Regions from separate parts of the Mus musculus genome. Here all the other regions are linked to region 5. A link is a contact called in public HiChIP or PLAC-seq and promoter capture Hi-C data. All regions are on one chromosome and are shown on one strand. The core of a region is the stretch at or near the end of the contact, and the rest is flanking DNA. Distances in the headings are between cores, read along the strand shown. Region 1 overlaps Dap3 (death associated protein 3). Region 2 holds the start of Fdps (farnesyl diphosphate synthetase). Region 3 overlaps Ash1l (ASH1 like histone lysine methyltransferase). Region 4 holds the start of 1700113A16Rik (RIKEN cDNA 1700113A16 gene). Region 5 holds the start of Arhgef2 (rho/rac guanine nucleotide exchange factor (GEF) 2).

Region 1 (2,999 bases), core at 443-2,942, 310 kb before region 5:
GGATTTTTATTTTGTTTGTTTGTTTATTGATGCAAGGACTTTATAGCCTAGGCTGGCTTGCGATGCAAGATAATTCTCCTGCTTCAGCGTTTGTGTGCTGGGATAATAGGCAGTATATAACCACACCCAGCCTAGCTTCTTGTCAGTGTAATCACTCGTGACCGCTTGTTCCTGCTCGTGTGTGTTTCCAGGCTAAGCATGGGGAGCAGCATGAGGGTCAGCACTACAGCATCCCCCTCCAGGATCTGAAGACAGTGTTTCCTCACGGCCTGCCTCCTCGGTACATGATGCAGGTACTCCAACACACATGGAGCAGGGGATCCCAGAGTGCAGGGCTCCGATGGTGGGGAAAGGGCTGATGGGGGGTGTGGAGGCTTTGACATTTCTGAAAATCAAAAATCACCTAAGGACTCGTAGGCACCACGTTTAGGATTTATCTTTTGTTAGCCACTTAAGTACACTTCAGAACCAGGAAAGGATTCTTTTATAATCAGCACTTTTTTCCTTGAGTTACTGAGCAAGTTTCCAGAACTCTTGACATTTCAGATAATTATTCTAAGTGAATTGAAGGTAGGTGTGTGGACACATACCTGTAATCCCAGCGCTTAAGAGGCAGCAGTGGAAGACTGGGGAGATGGCCCAGCAGTTAAGAGCACAGGCTGCTCTTTCAGAGGTCTTGAGTTCAATTCCCAGCAACCATATGGTGACTCACAACCAACTATAATGGGGTCTGATGCCCTCTTCTGGTGTGTCAGAAGACAGCTACAGTGTACTCATATAAATATAAATACATAAATCTTTTTTTAAAAAGTAATTTATAAAGAGGCAGCAGTGGGAGGATTACTTCAAGTTTGGGACCAGTTTGGACTGCATGGTGAGTAATGGGCTAGCCTGGGTTACATACAGTATGAGGTCCTAATTCAAAACCTCATGTTTGGAGACAGACCTATCAGCCTACCACCCTGGGAGTAGAAGCAGGAAGAGCTTCAAGGTCACCCTTGCCTACATGAGATCTTTTTTTTTTTTTTTGGTTTTTCGAGACAGGGTTTCTCTGGGTAGTCCTGGCTATCCTGGAACTCACTCTGTAGACCAGGCTGGCTTCAAACTCAGAAATCCACCTGCCTTTGCCTCCCGAGTGCTGGGATTAAAGGCATGCGCCACCACGCCTGGCGAGATCTTCTTTAGAGAGAGAGAAGAGAGAGAGAGAGAGAGAGAGAGAGAGAGAGAGAGAGAGAGAGAGAGAGAGAGAGAAGAAAAAAATTATGTCTGTGCTAAACAGGAATGGTTTTCCAAATAAATTGTATGTATGTATGAAGTACGTTCAGGTGTACATATGGACATATGTATAGAACCCTGACATCAGGACTGAAGTGTCCTTCCTCAAGAGACATTCACGTTTTACTGGCGTGTTTATTTGTTTAATATAGGTGTTTTGTCTTCATGTTTGCCTGTGTATCACATGTTTTCAGTGCCAGAAGAATCAGGCATGGGTGCAGGATCCTCTGGAGCTGGAGTTAGACAGTTGTGAGCAGCCACTGATGTGCTAGGAACCAAGCCTGGTACCTCTGCAAGAGCAGCCGCTCTTTACTAACTAGCTTCTCTCCAGCTCCCCCTCCCCCTTTCAGTTTTTAACGAGAACTGGGGCCTGCCCTGGCTAGAAGGCCACTGGCTGGTGACAGAGCCTCAGGCATCCACCTCGCTAAGCTCTGCTGCTAGGCTACAAGCACACTCCTGTGCCCTGATACTTTTTATGGGTGTTGGAGCTTAACCTCTGGTTCTCAGCTTACACAGAGGCTTTCTCACCTGCACTGTCGCAGTTCCAGATTTTTCTTTGTGGTGTTGCCCTTATTTTTTATTGGGGGACGGGGGTGGGGGGGTTGACTGGCATGGTGTTTGTGAATTTGTTTTTGTTTGGGTGATTGGTATCATTGTGGGCTCATTGTCCTGGAAAGGGTACGACTATGTTATCTTGGCTAGCCTCCAGTTTGTAGCAATGCCCCTGTCTCAGCCTACTTAGTGCTGGTATAATAGGTATCTACCACCACACCTGGTTCTAGTATGAGGGATTTTCTCAATGTGTTTATTTGATTTTTTTTATTGTCAGAGGTGGGAGCACTTGACGCAACTCATGTGTGGGTGTGAGGATAATTTGGGGAATTGGTTCTCTCCACCTTGTCATTCTAGAAATCACACTCAGGGCATCTGGCTTAGCAGCAAGCAAGTTGTAAGGACTAAAACAAGCTCGCAGTAGTGGCACATCCCTTCCATCCCAGCAGTCAGGACAGAGGCAGGCAGATCTCTTAAGTTCAAGGCCAGCTCGGTGTACCGGTCTACAGAGTGAGATCCAGGACAGCCGGGGCTACACAGAGAAACCCTGTCATAAAAATATAAAAGAAGAGAAGAAAAAGGAATTAACTTCTAGATCATACAAACATTGTCATCAAAATTTTTGTTAGAATTAGAGGCATGGCATCAGTTAACTTTGTCTGGGAGGGAGAGGTCTTTATATAAGCAACCGCGCTGGATCTGAGGTCTAGCTTAGTAGTAGGGTGGGGTATATGCATCCATTTGACTGGTATGGATTTTATTCCTGCCGTCACAAAATAAAATATAAACAAAGAAGAAGCATCAGAAGGTAGCTATTTGTGTGTCTTGATATGAAACAATATACCTCAGCTATCAACTAAAATGCATGGATTGATTTCCAAATCTAACCCAAGCTCTCAGACCTGGACACAGATGAGTGTAGGAATCTGGTTGGCTGTGTCTCAGTTAGTGCACATGCGGTTAGAAGGGCTACGAGTTTCATGCCCACCTTCTTTCTCCTGTTTGCTTAGGTGAAGACTTTTGGCGAAGCTTGTCTGATGGTCAGGAAGCCAGCTCTCGAGCTTCTGGGCTACCTGAAAAATACCAATTTTGCTCATCCAGCTGTGCGATATCTTCTTTGTATCCTTTTATGAGACAAGCTCATGCTATACAGCCCTGACTAGCCTCAAACT
Region 2 (2,933 bases), core at 55-2,554, 480 kb before region 5:
TCTTATGTTGTTACTGTCCAAAGGAGCTCTAAAGAAAACTCCATTTCCTCAAATTCTGACCAAAACTAGCATTCGTTAGGAACTTGTGAAACCGGTTCCCCTTTACCAAAGGGGTTACCCTTACATGGGCAGCAGAAGGGACAAAAATTATGCCGGCCTCCAGGCTCCCCCAGTATATCCAGGCTCTCACAGTATATCACATGTTCCTGGCTCTTCTCAGCTCCCCCATTATCCTAAACGTCTCTATCTCAGGAGCTTCTCTTCCCTCACTTCACATTCTTATAACCTCGGCTATGCTGTTTTGGCCCTCCCTTAAGCTCCCTACCTTCTCTTATGCATGGTCTAGTCCCCTCTGCGAGCCATGTTCAATCTACTATTTTCTCACTCTGTGAGTTGAAGTTTAGCCAGGTCTACAGTGAGAGTTCCAGGACAGCCAGGGCTACATGGAGAAACCTTGCAGAATAAACCAATGTGTAAAGTTTATCTTGTCTAGACCCTTCAACCTTTTAGTCCGGAGTGGTAGTGGTCTCTTTCTTTGGGACAATGAAACTTATTTCTAATACTTCAAGGACAAGTCCATTAATGTCTGAGGTGGTTTGTAGTTTCAGGTCTCTTTTCTGATCGCGATGGGGTTTGGGGTGGAGTAAAAAGGAGTCAACGTGGTGGGCTGGCAAACTGTGAGGCCGAAAGTTCTAACATCTGCTTTGAGTTTTTACCTTTTTGCTTCAAGGGCGCCAAAGTACCTGGGGGAAAGGTGTTGTTTTCTCTCATATAGTCATATAGTCTTCCAAGTAGCCTAAAACTCATTACACGACCCATATTGGTTTTAACTCTTTTTTTTTTTTTTCCCTCCAGCCCCACCCCATGGCTTTAACTCTTGATCTTATTGCCTCACCCCTTCTAAGGGCTGGAAAAATGAGCGACTTCACCTAACTAGAATCAAAGATGTAAGAAGTGATTTGCTAGAGTTGGAAATAGGAAGCTGCAAGGCTGGTTATTCCGGGATCTTAGAAACACTGTCAACCAGAAGCACTGGAAGAACTATAGCTAGGAATTAGATAGCCAATTTCCCAGGCTTTCGGTATGGGTGTACCGACACCGCCGACCGCCTAGTGGGCTGATGGTCCGCGCGCCACCCTTTCATTGGCCAGCCGTCACAAGGCCCATGCTCACACGAGGTAATTTAGCCAATCAGCGAACTAGGCCACACCCACCCTGAGACACAAGTCTGAGTTTCTTGCCGCCTAGTCCGTGGCATGCCGGGAGTCGTAGTTTTATATTTATGTTCTGCCTCCTGAGCCTGGAGACTGGGAACTACAACTCCCAGAGTGCTGAGCGGATGCACGCTCAGCTTTTAGGTGTAAGCCGCAAACATCTTGGACCCCGGGAGAATCCGCGTTGAAGAACAGGTGAGAGCTATTGTTGGGGCTGGAGCTGAGGTTTACCCGTGTCTCGGATCGGGTGAAGCTCCGAGGCACTAAAGGACCAGTCCGTGTTGGAGTTACGGGGCTTGGGGTCGGTGGGCCAGAATGAACGGTTTGCTTGTGCCTTCGTGAATTTCTAAACGCTGGCGTCTTCCTCAAGTCTTCCGTACGCCAGGCCTTTAGTTTACTCTTGTGAGTCCTCCCACGCCCACCTGTTGCTCGGAGGCCGGCTGCGGTTAGCACCAGTGCCGGGACAGATGACAAGCGCACAGCACCTTCGGCTCCAGTCCCCTCATTGGGACTATCTAAGAGCTTCCCTCTCTTTCCCCTACATCCGGACTCCTGGGTTCCAGCTTTGGCTCTTCGTCAGCTCAGCTCTCTTACATTCACTGAACCTCAGTTCGGTGTCTCCATTAACATTGTGACTTAAGGACCTTGCATCCCGTAATTCCCGTAATACAATGTTCCGAATTGTAGTGAACGCAACCTTGGAAGTAGAAAGTGTTCAGTTTTAGCCATTTTCGGTTTAAGTGAAGATCTATTGGATCTCAGTCACTCCGACAAACTTTTCATTTCCTGTGTGTTTTTTATGTAATTCTTGAGTTTAGAAGCGGGGTGGGGCGTTCTAATGCAGGAGGTAACAAGCTTGGCTTGGGGGATACCTTAGGTAACTGCTACCAAGCATCTGCCTTCGGTGCTTGCTCCTGCAGGGAGTGCTTGGTGCCCCCACCCCCATGCACACCCAGGATGCCCCTGTCCTGCTGGCTGAGATCTCTGGGGGTCTTCCTGCTGCCAGCCCCCTGCTGGGCACCCCGGGAGAGGTGGCTTGGTTTCCTACAACGACCCTCCCTGGCATATGGGTGTCCAGTCCTGGGGGCCTGGCACAGTGCCCGCTGGTGGTGCCAAGTGTGGACAGAGGAGCCTCGGTGAGTGTGGTTGGGGTGTGGGGCTTCGGGGAGGGAAGCACCCGAGCCACCCTCTCATTTGTTTGTGTGTGTGTTTTTTTTTCCCTCAGAGCATTTAGCTCCTCTGTCAGAATGAATGGGAACCAGAAATTGGATGCTTATAACCAAGAAAAGCAGAATTTCATCCAGCACTTCTCCCAGATCGTCAAGGTGCTGACTGAGAAGGAGCTGGGACACCCAGAGATAGGGGATGCTATTGCCCGGCTCAAGGAGGTGAGGCATTCAGGACTGAAGAAGCTGGTAGAGGTGTGGATTCATGAGGGGTTTCGATAAGAGCGAAGTGACTACCTGGGTCTCTGGAGTAGATGGGTCTCTGCTGCACTTCAGCCCTCCTCGGGGATGTTTGGCTCCATGACTTTTGACCATCCAGAGAGCCTTGCTTGAGAGTAGCCTTGGACCTAGTAAAGTTTGATTTCATGCCCTGAAACTATGATAGGATCTTAGTAGATACCATGAGGCTGTTGGCACTGAGGCCTGAGGGAAGTTATTGTATTGTTAGAAAGACTGTTCTACTGGAGTTACCTATTTCCTTCCAGTGTTTATT
Region 3 (3,370 bases), core at 426-2,925, 440 kb before region 5:
CCTCAGTCTCAATGTCTGTCTGTCTGTCTCTCTCCCTCTCTCTCTCTCTTGCTATCACTTGAGATGGAGGGTGTGCTCTGTAGTTTAGCTGCTCTACAGCACATGGTGAAAAGGGTACCTGGACTTACTGTCTACCAGCACAGCTTGCTTGCATTCTTTTATTAAACTTTTATTTTTCTTGGCTAACCGTGATGGTCCCTGCCTGTAATCCCAGAACTCCAGAGGCTGACGATGTTGACAGTTTGGCTGGCTTACACTGTTTCAAAGAAGAAAAAAAAAATCCTTTTTTAAAGGGGTGCTGGGGATAGAACTGAGAGCCTGTACATGCAGTGGGCGGCTCCAGCCTATGAACACCCTCTCTTTTCTTTGTGGAGATACTAATTATTTTTATGTAAATGAGTGTTTGCCTAGCTTCATGTCCGCACATATATGCGGTGCTCCACATGTGTGATGCAATGCCATGTGGGTGCTGGGAATTGAACCTGAGTCTTGTCAAAGACAGCCAGTGTTCTGCACCATTCAGTCACCTCCCCAGCAGCACAGTGTACTTGAAAAATAACATTTTATGTGTATGGGTGTTTTAGCTGTATGTACGTTTGTGTACCACACGTGTGCATGGTGCCTCTAGAGACCAGAGAGGACCAGATAACTGAATGCCAATCACTGGCAGCTGTGAGCCATCATACAGGCTGGGGATTCAACCTGTATTCTCTATAGGAACACACAGTACTCTTAATAATACTAAGCCATTGTTCTAGATCCTAAAGGTCTTTGAACTAAAAAAACTAGAAAACTCCACACTGAAACTTGGAGTGGGGAAAAGTAACTATTCTGAGGCTTGACAGTCAAAAACCTAACCCCCAATAACAAACAATAATTTAAAAATTGAGGATTATGACGGATATAGTGCATATTTAAAATATAACACAGTGATAGTAAATAAAAATAGTTTCTCATGAAGAATGTGAGCTGTAACTATTGAAATAGCTAGGGTATTTAGGGAACATTCTTGCTTCTGCTCATATGCCTGCTAGCTTTAAAGGACTATGCAAGCAAAGAGAAATTTGAGTTTCTCATTCTTGTACTAATCCTGTTATAGGGTGACAAATCTTCTTTAATTTGTATGTACTGGTGTTTTGCTTTCATATTTATCTGTGTGAGGTTGCAGATCCCATGCAACTGGAATTACAGACAGTGCTATGTGGGTGGTGGGAATTGAACCTGGTTCCTCTGAAGAACAGACAGTGAGTGCTCTTAACCAATGAGCCATCTCTCCAGCATTTCTTTATTTTAAATATTTATTTGTTTTGATGGGCATGAAAGTGCACCACCTACGTGCACTGGGATGATAAATCTTTTTACAACAAAAAGATTTCCACATCCACAGCCTCTCATAATTGTTTGTAATTGATATTTCTGTTGGTGTGGATTTGACTGAATTCCAAATAAGAAGTAATTTAGTAAATATTTTCTAGAATTTAATTTTTTTCATTCAGTTATGTTGATACACATAGCATTCAGTGAGGGACTTTTCTCATTTGCGATCTCATTTCTGATGGTGTCCTGTGCAGTGACGGAAAGCAGTGACCTGAGAGTAGCTCCCTCCATGTGAGTCAGACCAACTGGGCGTGGGAGAAAGGGAAGCTCCACCTTCCAGAGACACACTGAGACCCTGTCACTATGCAGCCTTGGCTGGCCTGGGGAATGCTTTGACAGCAGGCTGACCTCAAACCCACAAAGGTCCACTGGCCTCTGCCTCCTAAATGCTGGGACTAAAGAACCACAATGGGCAACCCCACCCCCCCATTGTTAGTTGTTTCTGAGACAGGGCTTCTCTGTGAAGCCTGCTTTTCCTGGAACTCTTGAACTTTGTCCACCTGCTCTGTCTCCTAAGTGTGGGGATCAAAGGGGTGACAAAACTTACACCTAAAGTAACATTTTTTTTTAAAGATTTGCCATCTCTCCGTCCATTTTATTTTTTGATGTTGTAAGGACTGCTCAGGGTCTTGCCAGTGAGGCTTGCCTCCAGCTTGGCTCCCTCCTTATTATATTCTTGGGGTTAAGGAAGGAATGTAAATAAATAAAACAATTTTAAAAAAGAAAAAGAAAACTACAAAAAGCCAACAAAATATAAAAGATGAAGAGTAGACAAAATCTAACTAACCAAAGCAAATTCTCAAAACGTGGGCAATAAGTAAGACAGATAAACCAAAGTCAATCCTAAGAAGCTACAATTATGGGGCTGGAAAGATGGCTCAGTAGTTATGAGCACTGGCAGCTCCTGCAGACAACCAGGCCTCCAGTTCCAGGACATTACACACCCTCTTCCAGCCTACAGGAGCACCAGGCAAGCATGTAGTGTAGACAACCCCCACCCCCCACATAAATAAAAATTAATTTGAAAAAGCTACAAACATAACAAAATGTTTCACCCAGTTTCATAGTTTATGTCTCTTTTTAAAATTTTATTTCCTTTTATGTGTCTAGGTGTTTTGCCTCCATGTGTATCTGTGTACCACATGTGTGCTTGATGTTTCTGAAAGTTAAAGGAGGACATCAGAGTCCCTGGAAATGAAGTTACAGACAGTTGTAAACTGCTTTGTGAATGTTGGGAAATCAAACCCAGGGTCCTTATTATTTAGTAAAAACAAAACATTTATTTCGTATGCATGTATGTGTGCCAACCTATGAATGCAGTGGTGCATGCATGGTCAGGAAGAGGCAAACTCTAGTTGTCAGGCTTGGTGGCAAGCACCATTATCCACTGAGCTATTATGTAAACCCAAAAATCTTTCATTTTTAAACACACCTAATTTTCTGATCAGAAAGTTACTTATACCACTAAAATATTTAGCCCTAATTTATAGTTGCTTGTTCATTCATGACTGTGCTCAAAAGACATGTCTTGTAAAAGGAAAGGTAGGGGCTAGAGAGATGGTTCAACAGCTAAGAGCACAGGGGGTTCCAGACCATCTGGGTTCAATCCCCAGCACCCACATGGTAGCTTTAACTGTCTGCAGCTCCAGTTCCAGGGGATCTGACATCCTCACACAGACATACATGTGGGCAAAACACTAATGCATATAAAATAAAAAAAAAAATCTTAAAATAAAAAGGAAAGGTTTTTTAATTTTATTTTACATGATTTTTTTCTAAAAAATTAAAATTTATTATCATTTAATTATCTCTATCTATCTATCTATCTATCTATCTATCTATCTATCTATCTATGGATGTTTAGCCTGAATACATATTTGTGCATTTCTTAGAGCCCTGTGTTTTTCCACCCGCTGTGCACTGTCGTGTCTGTGTGAGCCTGTCAGATCCCCTGGAACTGCATGTGGGCACTGGGCACTGGAAGTGGATTCTC
Region 4 (2,980 bases), core at 305-2,804, 440 kb after region 5:
AAAAAAAAGAGTAATTATCCCAACTTGACACTAGGTCACTGCGAGCAACAGTCCCTAACAATATAGGACCCCTGGGTGGGGAGATAGGGCCTCTTGGCTGCTTCACCTGGACAGTGTTTTTTGGGACTCCAGCATCTTAAGCCTCAGCTTGGGATCTGTCTACACGATGTGGCGGCCACTGTAATCTGGGAACGGAACTCCTTCTAGGCAAGTGCTCTACCATTAAACTAAGCTATACCTCCATCCCAATAGAAGGGTTATGTGAGGACCTCTTGAGTGAAAGAGTATAAGACAAACTGTGAAACCTCTCTAAATAAATATTCTTACTACTGTAGCAAGGTGTCTGCACAGATTCAGGCCAATAGCTCTCAGGCTATTCGCACTATAATCTTACCGCCAGAAGACAGGAAAATAGAGCAAGGCGTGTCCAACCTGTGGCCCATTAAAGTGGACGGCATCTGTGACTACTTCTCCAAACAAAATCATTTGTGGCTCTTTTTTTTTTTTTTTTTTTTTTTTAGACCAGAGTCTCTTATATTTCGGGATAGCCTTGAACTTCTAATCCTATATGCACACACCAGGTCGAACTCCAGCAGAACTCCGGGCTCGGAGCTACATCCCCAGCCCCGCGATTTTTTTCTTTTTTAAATATTTATTTGTTTGTTTATTTATTTATTATATGTAACTACACCATTCATTTATTTATTTATTTATTTATTTATTTATTATATGTAACTACACTGCAGCTGTCTTCAGACACCCTGGACTGGCATCAGATCTCATTACAGATGGTTGTGAGCCACCATGTGGTTGCTGGGATTTGAACTCAGGACCTTCGGAAGAGCAATCAGTGCTCTTAACCACTGAGCCATCTCTCCAGCCCCCTTTTTTAAATAATTCAATCACGCAGTTTTTCGGCGTGGACTTTGTGGTTAACAGTTTTGACAATGACAAATCGTTGCATTCGCCTGTCGGATTCTCCTTCTGGAACGCCCAGGCAATGCCAGATCTTACGCAGTGCTGTCAATCTCAGTAAAATTGCCAAGGCTGAGGGTGCTAATTCTCAATTTGTGCAGGAAGTTGACGATGGGGGTTTTACGCATGCGCACCTCCTCAGAGCCCCAGAGAAACTGCCCAAAACTAGAGCTTCACGTAGTTTCACCCTTGCTGAACCTTCTGAGTACTACGCACGCATCTTGTGCAGGCAGCGGTTGGCCGGTGCTTCCATCACTCACCCGAAGGGCCAATGGAGTGAGCCTAGTTACCTACTTCCCCCTGAGTAGCAGGCGGCGCCGGGCGTGGCTTGAAGGCCTTTGTTCCACGCGCGGCGGAACTTTACGAGAGGCTCCGGAGCGTGCTCTGCCACCTGCTAAGCCCCGGAGACGCAGTCAAGGGTCTCAGCGACACCTTGGGGGAGTGGGGCAGAACGTACGGAAATGGATGTTAGGCGACTCTACAGCCTACCTTCTATACCCGCCCCCTTTCGCCTTAGAGTGGAGGGTTACTTTGAAACCCGGAAGCAATTCATCTCCGGAACACACCGCGGGTCACGTGGGGGCGGTGCGTAACGGGCGCGTGATCCGGCGTCCTGCGGGTCTTCCCCTCCCCAGGGGCACCCAGCATGCTTTGGGCACGTGGCAGCTCATGTCCTAAATAGGAGTAGTCCTGGGCCGCTATCCTGTGAGGGTGGAGACGCTCCCCGAGACTGGACAGACACCGAGAGGTGGAGCTGAGCCAATACGAGGCTAAGGGGTAAATCTGACTCACCCGAGAGGCCGGAACTGACCTGCTGCAAACTACCAAGGAACTTCGCTAGGCTGGGTGGCTAGAACGGGGGGGGGGGGGGGGGACCTGTAAACTATGCTAAGGCTACCTCTTCTATTTGAGACCCAAGTCTGAAACAGGACAGGAAAGTGGATTTGCTCTTCGTCCAGGTAGTGAGTGATTTCAGGCTGCAAACATTCAGGTCCAGAGCCTGAGATGAGATCGCCTGGGTCCCTTCCACATCTGCTGATCCTTGAACAAGTTCCCACACAATCACAAGGCTGGAAAAGATAGCCCATGGGACTAAAGGATGAGTCAGACCAAAATAACCACTGGCCTCGTGGCATGAACAGTTAGACAGCACTGATTGCTCCTAAGAACCACTGACCTTGATAGCTGAGTCCAAGAGACCCACACCCTAGTTCTATTTTATATGGCAATACTCGAGGAACTCGTCCTTCAGCTAAAAAAGAGATCAGCTTCAAAAAGTTGCAACTTGGGAGTATTTTTTATTAAAAAAAAATGTGTATGTACACATGTGTCCTGAGGAGACCAGAGGGGTGTTGTATAAGAATGTTTGCTGGGGGAGTCAGTGGTTAAGAGCATTGACTGCTCCTCCAGAGGACCTGTGTTCCATTCTCAGCACCCACATGGCAGCTCACAACTGTCCTTACATAGACAGACATGCAAGCAAAACATCAATGCACATAAACAACAAAAAATGTTTGCTGACCTGAATTGGTTCTAGCACCCATGCCAACATCTCACAACTGCCTGTAACATTAGCTCCAATAAACTTGATGCCCTGCTCCAGCCTCCAGGGACACTCATGCACACACACACAAGAAAATAAAATCCACACCATTGCATACACTAGCAAGATTTTATTGAAAGGACCCAGATGTAGCTGTCTCTTGTGAGACTATGCCGGGGCCTAGCAAACACAGAAGTGGATGCTCACAGTCAGCTAATGGATGGATCACAGGGCTCCCAATGGAGGAGCTAGAGAAAGTACCCAAGGAGCTAAAGGGATCTGCAACCCTATAGGTGGAACAACATTATGAACTAACCAGTACCCCGGAGCTCTTGACTCTAGCTGCATATGTATCAAAAGATGGCCTAGTCGGCCATCACTGGAGAGGCCCATTGGACACGCAAACTTTATATGCCCCAGTACAGGGGAGCGCCAGGGCCAAAAAGGGGGAGTGGGTGGGTA
Region 5 (2,931 bases), core at 276-2,775:
TTCCGGTGAGCAGACTCCCATCCCGAAACCCTACAAAAAGCCTCAAACTGAGCTTCCCGCCCCCGAGGCTCTCCACCCCTACCGACCTTCTCCCAGTGTAGCAGTAAAGCAAGTAGCTAAAGCCTGGAACCTTGGAGGAAGGGAGAGGGCAGCTTTCCATTCGCAGAGTGGCTTTCCAGCCTGAAAATGATCTGCTTGGTTGGCTGGCTGCGGGAGGGTCATTACGCTCTCGCTAAGGACAGGGATTAAGATTAAAGCCCTTCCTGCCTTTGCTTTCCGAGAGAGCCTTATAATGTGAGTGTCCTGAGGTACAGGGAGGCGCCGTCCGCCTGAACCAGGCCCCCCTGGCTTCACTTATTCATCTACAAGTCCTCCTCGGCTTCACCACTTCCTGTGAGCTGAGGTGAGGAAAGTCATGGCATTTGGGAGGGCGTCTGAATACAAAGACAGGAATAAAGGACACTTGTAAAGGCGTGCTGGAGAGGTCGTATTGCAGAGTGTGCTGATAATTACACAGCCAGACTCCAGATGACAGGTGAAGGGCCCCCAAGCCGAGGCGATAATCGAAATATGGCTGAGGGGAGTGGGGGAACTGGGTTAACCGAGGCGGCTGGAGAACCAGGAGCCTGGAAGCTGATGAAACAGATAAGGGTGGGAACTACTCTGGGTCCTGGCACCGAGACGCTCAGGATGTGAGAAGGCATCCCAGCGACACAAAGGCAGCTTGCTTCACCTGATGGATCGGTTTGGCCTGGCGGAGAAAATGGGCGGCCGCTTGCTGTCTTGACCCCTAGCCACCCGCCTACCCCAGGCAAGAACTGAATCACAGCTGGAAAGTCCATCCGCAAGAAGAGGAGGAGCTGACTTTTGTCTTGGAGGGGCGGGAAGGTGGGGGAGGGAGCTTGGAAAACACCCCCTCCGGCCCCCTCCACCCGCTGGTGGGGACAAAGGGGGAACGACCGAGCCGGCGCTAGCGGGCACGGCCGCAAGCAACCCCCGGAACTGGGGTGCGGAAAGGGGTGCCCAAGAGCGTCGTCCCTAGGAACCCGACACGCTCGCCCCTCTTTCCCGCTCGATCCCTTACCGGAGCAACTTTCTTCCGAGCGGCCCAAAACACTCGGTCCCGCCGAACCACTGGTAACCCAGCTCAGCTCTCCTAGATCCCCGCACAGAAGCTGCGCGGGTGCTGGAGACGCGGGTCACGTTGCGGTCCTCCAGCCCCCTCCTCACGCGCTCGCAGCCCCACCCACCCCGTCCGGCCGCTGCGCGCGGACTCGGGCGCCCCAGAGCGGGCGGGGGGACGCGGGACGCGGGGCGGAGGCCCAGAGGTCGGCAGGGCGCCCGGTCGCAGAGCCAGCCCACCTTGGTTGCCTGCTCCTTGCTCCGGTCGATCCGCGCGCGAGTGAGGGATTCGATCCGAGACATAATCCAGCGTGAGCCGCGGGAGGACGCGGCGGCCCCGGGTGTCCAGCAACGGCGGGGGAGGGGTCCGGCCGCACGCGTCGGCCTCGGGGACAGGAAGTCTGAGTCCCCTCGCCCCTGCACCCAGCACCAGTTCCTCAAACCCTAGTCTCCTCCCCCACCCGAGCTCAGGAAGGGGAGAGGCGGAGCGGAGGCAGGGCGGGGTACCCGCGCACCGGACGGGACGCCGGGGTTAGTATCGCTGCAGTCTGCTGGACAGGGGTCCTTGGGACAGGTTCGAGGATCCCTTTTCCCTTTAGCGCTTAGGAACACTCTCTGACCTCAGCGACCTCCCTTAGCTCGGCTGTCCTTGAAAAACACCGGCGCCCATTCCGGGTAACTTCACTCTTTAAAGACCCTAAGGGGATTCTATCACCTTATCGGTAACTGGGAGACCTAGCCATAAGGGCTCACTCATCAAACAGGCTTGAGTACACAGACCGCTTTTACAATGTTGGACTGGTATGACAAGAGGGAGGGGGCAATGAAAGGGGAACTAGAAGCTTCATCGTTAACAGGCTTCACTCCCCCAAAAGAGTGAAGAAGGGGACTCCTTTCCAAAAGCTAGGAGTCCACAAGAGAGGGTTTTCCCCTCACCCCCCCCCACCCCCCGCCCAGCTTCTCACCCCTCTGGGCCTTGTGGACCACACTCTGACCATCCTTCTCAGCCCCACCTCTGCCAATTACTTTGGCAGTGAAGGTGAGAAGGCTCCACCTTTCCTGAGGCTAGCTGAGGAAATCCTTCCTTGTGTCCTGACACCAGTTTTCTCTGCCACAGGAGACTATAGAAACAACTTGGCCCTGTCTGGAAACGTTTGAGCTTGCTGAGGAGTGTGGGTGGGTTTTCATTTCTCTGGACCCTTTGAGTCAACCTGAGTTTCCTGCCACTGGGGAAATTCTCCAGTCTGCTCCGTTTCCACCTATCAAGGTCTCCGATTTCTCTGTAAAAACCTGAGCACCCTGGGGCAAAGTTTTGTAAAAATTTAGGGTACTACCTAATCTAGTCCCAAAAGTGTGTGGTAATGAGGGAGGGAGATGGCTAGGCGTGGTGTTGCACAGAGGCAGGGAGATTTCTGAGTTCAAGGCCAGCCTGGTCTACAGAGTGAGTTCCAGGACAGCCAGGGCTACACAGAGAAACCCTGTCTCAAAACACCGAAAAAAAAAAGAAAGAAAGAAAAAAGAAAGAGGGAGGGAGATGAGGCCCAGCCACTGTCACCAGCTTCTGCTCTGTTCTTCTCGGTAGCGGGGCAGGGAGGGTGGTGTTAGGGCTGCAGGTTTCCAGCCCAGCCCTGCACTCCTAGAGTGCCAATTTTAGCCTCAGTCTCTAATTTGGGCTCGGCTGCCTCATCCACCCGCTGTGCTGGTTGGGCTCCTCAGCTCCTCACCCCGGCTCTGCTCCCCTCCCACTCTGCTCCTCTGACCTATCTCCTGCCTAGGAACTCCCTCACCTTTTGTGCCCATTCTCCTGTT

What was found. Promoter capture Hi-C pulls out the DNA fragments that hold promoters and counts their contacts. HiChIP or PLAC-seq counts read pairs in DNA pulled down with a chosen protein or histone mark.
Region 1: an H3K4me3 HiChIP or PLAC-seq map of embryonic limb bud shows a contact between it and region 5, with 2.4 times the contacts expected there. The contact joins the enhancer-like site here to the promoter of Arhgef2 in region 5. A contact is called at or near these places in 1 of 39 promoter capture datasets (cranial neural crest), 9 of 115 datasets of contacts at active chromatin or transcription factors (the SCID.adh cell line, astrocytes, embryonic forebrain and 5 more) and 4 of 9 other capture datasets (adipose tissue, embryonic stem cells, liver and 1 more).
Region 2: an HNF4G HiChIP or PLAC-seq map of pancreatic cancer cells shows a contact between it and region 5. The contact joins the promoter of Fdps here to the promoter of Arhgef2 in region 5. A contact is called at or near these places in 4 of 39 promoter capture datasets (cranial neural crest, hippocampal neurons, liver and 1 more), 7 of 115 datasets of contacts at active chromatin or transcription factors (the SCID.adh cell line, astrocytes, differentiating embryonic stem cells and 4 more) and 3 of 9 other capture datasets (adipose tissue, macrophages and pancreatic islet).
Region 3: a contact with region 5 is called in an H3K27ac HiChIP or PLAC-seq map of thymic regulatory T cells, with 5 times the contacts expected there. The contact joins the enhancer-like site here to the promoter of Arhgef2 in region 5. A contact is called at or near these places in 3 of 39 promoter capture datasets (cranial neural crest, frontonasal cranial neural crest and liver), 3 of 115 datasets of contacts at active chromatin or transcription factors (embryonic midbrain, pro-B cells and thymic regulatory T cells) and 1 of 9 other capture datasets (pancreatic islet).
Region 4: a contact with region 5 is called in a promoter capture Hi-C map of pre-B cells, with 6 times the contacts expected there. The contact joins the promoter of 1700113A16Rik here to the promoter of Arhgef2 in region 5. A contact is called at or near these places in 1 of 39 promoter capture datasets (pre-B cells) and 1 of 9 other capture datasets (pancreatic islet).

Annotation. Positions count from the first base shown.
Region 1 is chr3:88,930,859-88,933,857 of GRCm38.p6, reverse strand. Dap3 (death associated protein 3) reads left to right here. Exons shown (of 13, transcript NM_022994.3): 4 at 192-293; 5 at 2,838-2,946. Among named protein-coding and RNA genes, the nearest start is that of Dap3, 18 kb to the left of the region's middle. Within about 2 kb of position 1,692, at least 4 of the 459 cell types and tissues checked have an H3K27ac peak or open chromatin away from gene starts, as enhancers often do. A contact at or near this core is called in embryonic limb bud, where this site is marked.
Region 2 is chr3:89,100,338-89,103,270 of GRCm38.p6, reverse strand. Fdps (farnesyl diphosphate synthetase) reads left to right here and starts at 1,304. Exons shown (of 10, transcript NM_134469.4): 1 at 1,304-1,409; 2 at 2,440-2,602. The coding sequence starts at 2,462.
Region 3 is chr3:89,060,231-89,063,600 of GRCm38.p6, reverse strand. All of the region lies in intron 16 of Ash1l (ASH1 like histone lysine methyltransferase), which reads right to left. Among named protein-coding and RNA genes, the nearest start is that of Gm24403, 13 kb to the right of the region's middle. Within about 2 kb of position 1,675, at least 8 of the 459 cell types and tissues checked have an H3K27ac peak or open chromatin away from gene starts, as enhancers often do.
Region 4 is chr3:88,176,359-88,179,338 of GRCm38.p6, reverse strand. It overlaps 1700113A16Rik (RIKEN cDNA 1700113A16 gene), which reads left to right and starts at 1,554. Exons shown (of 3, transcript NR_045997.1): 1 at 1,554-1,752.
Region 5 is chr3:88,619,753-88,622,683 of GRCm38.p6, reverse strand. It overlaps Arhgef2 (rho/rac guanine nucleotide exchange factor (GEF) 2), which reads right to left and starts at 1,525. Exons shown (of 22, transcript NM_008487.4): 1 at 1,363-1,525. The coding sequence starts at 1,425. It overlaps Gm20652 (a long non-coding RNA gene), which reads left to right and starts at 1,579. Exons shown (of 2, transcript XR_375820.2): 1 at 1,579-1,653.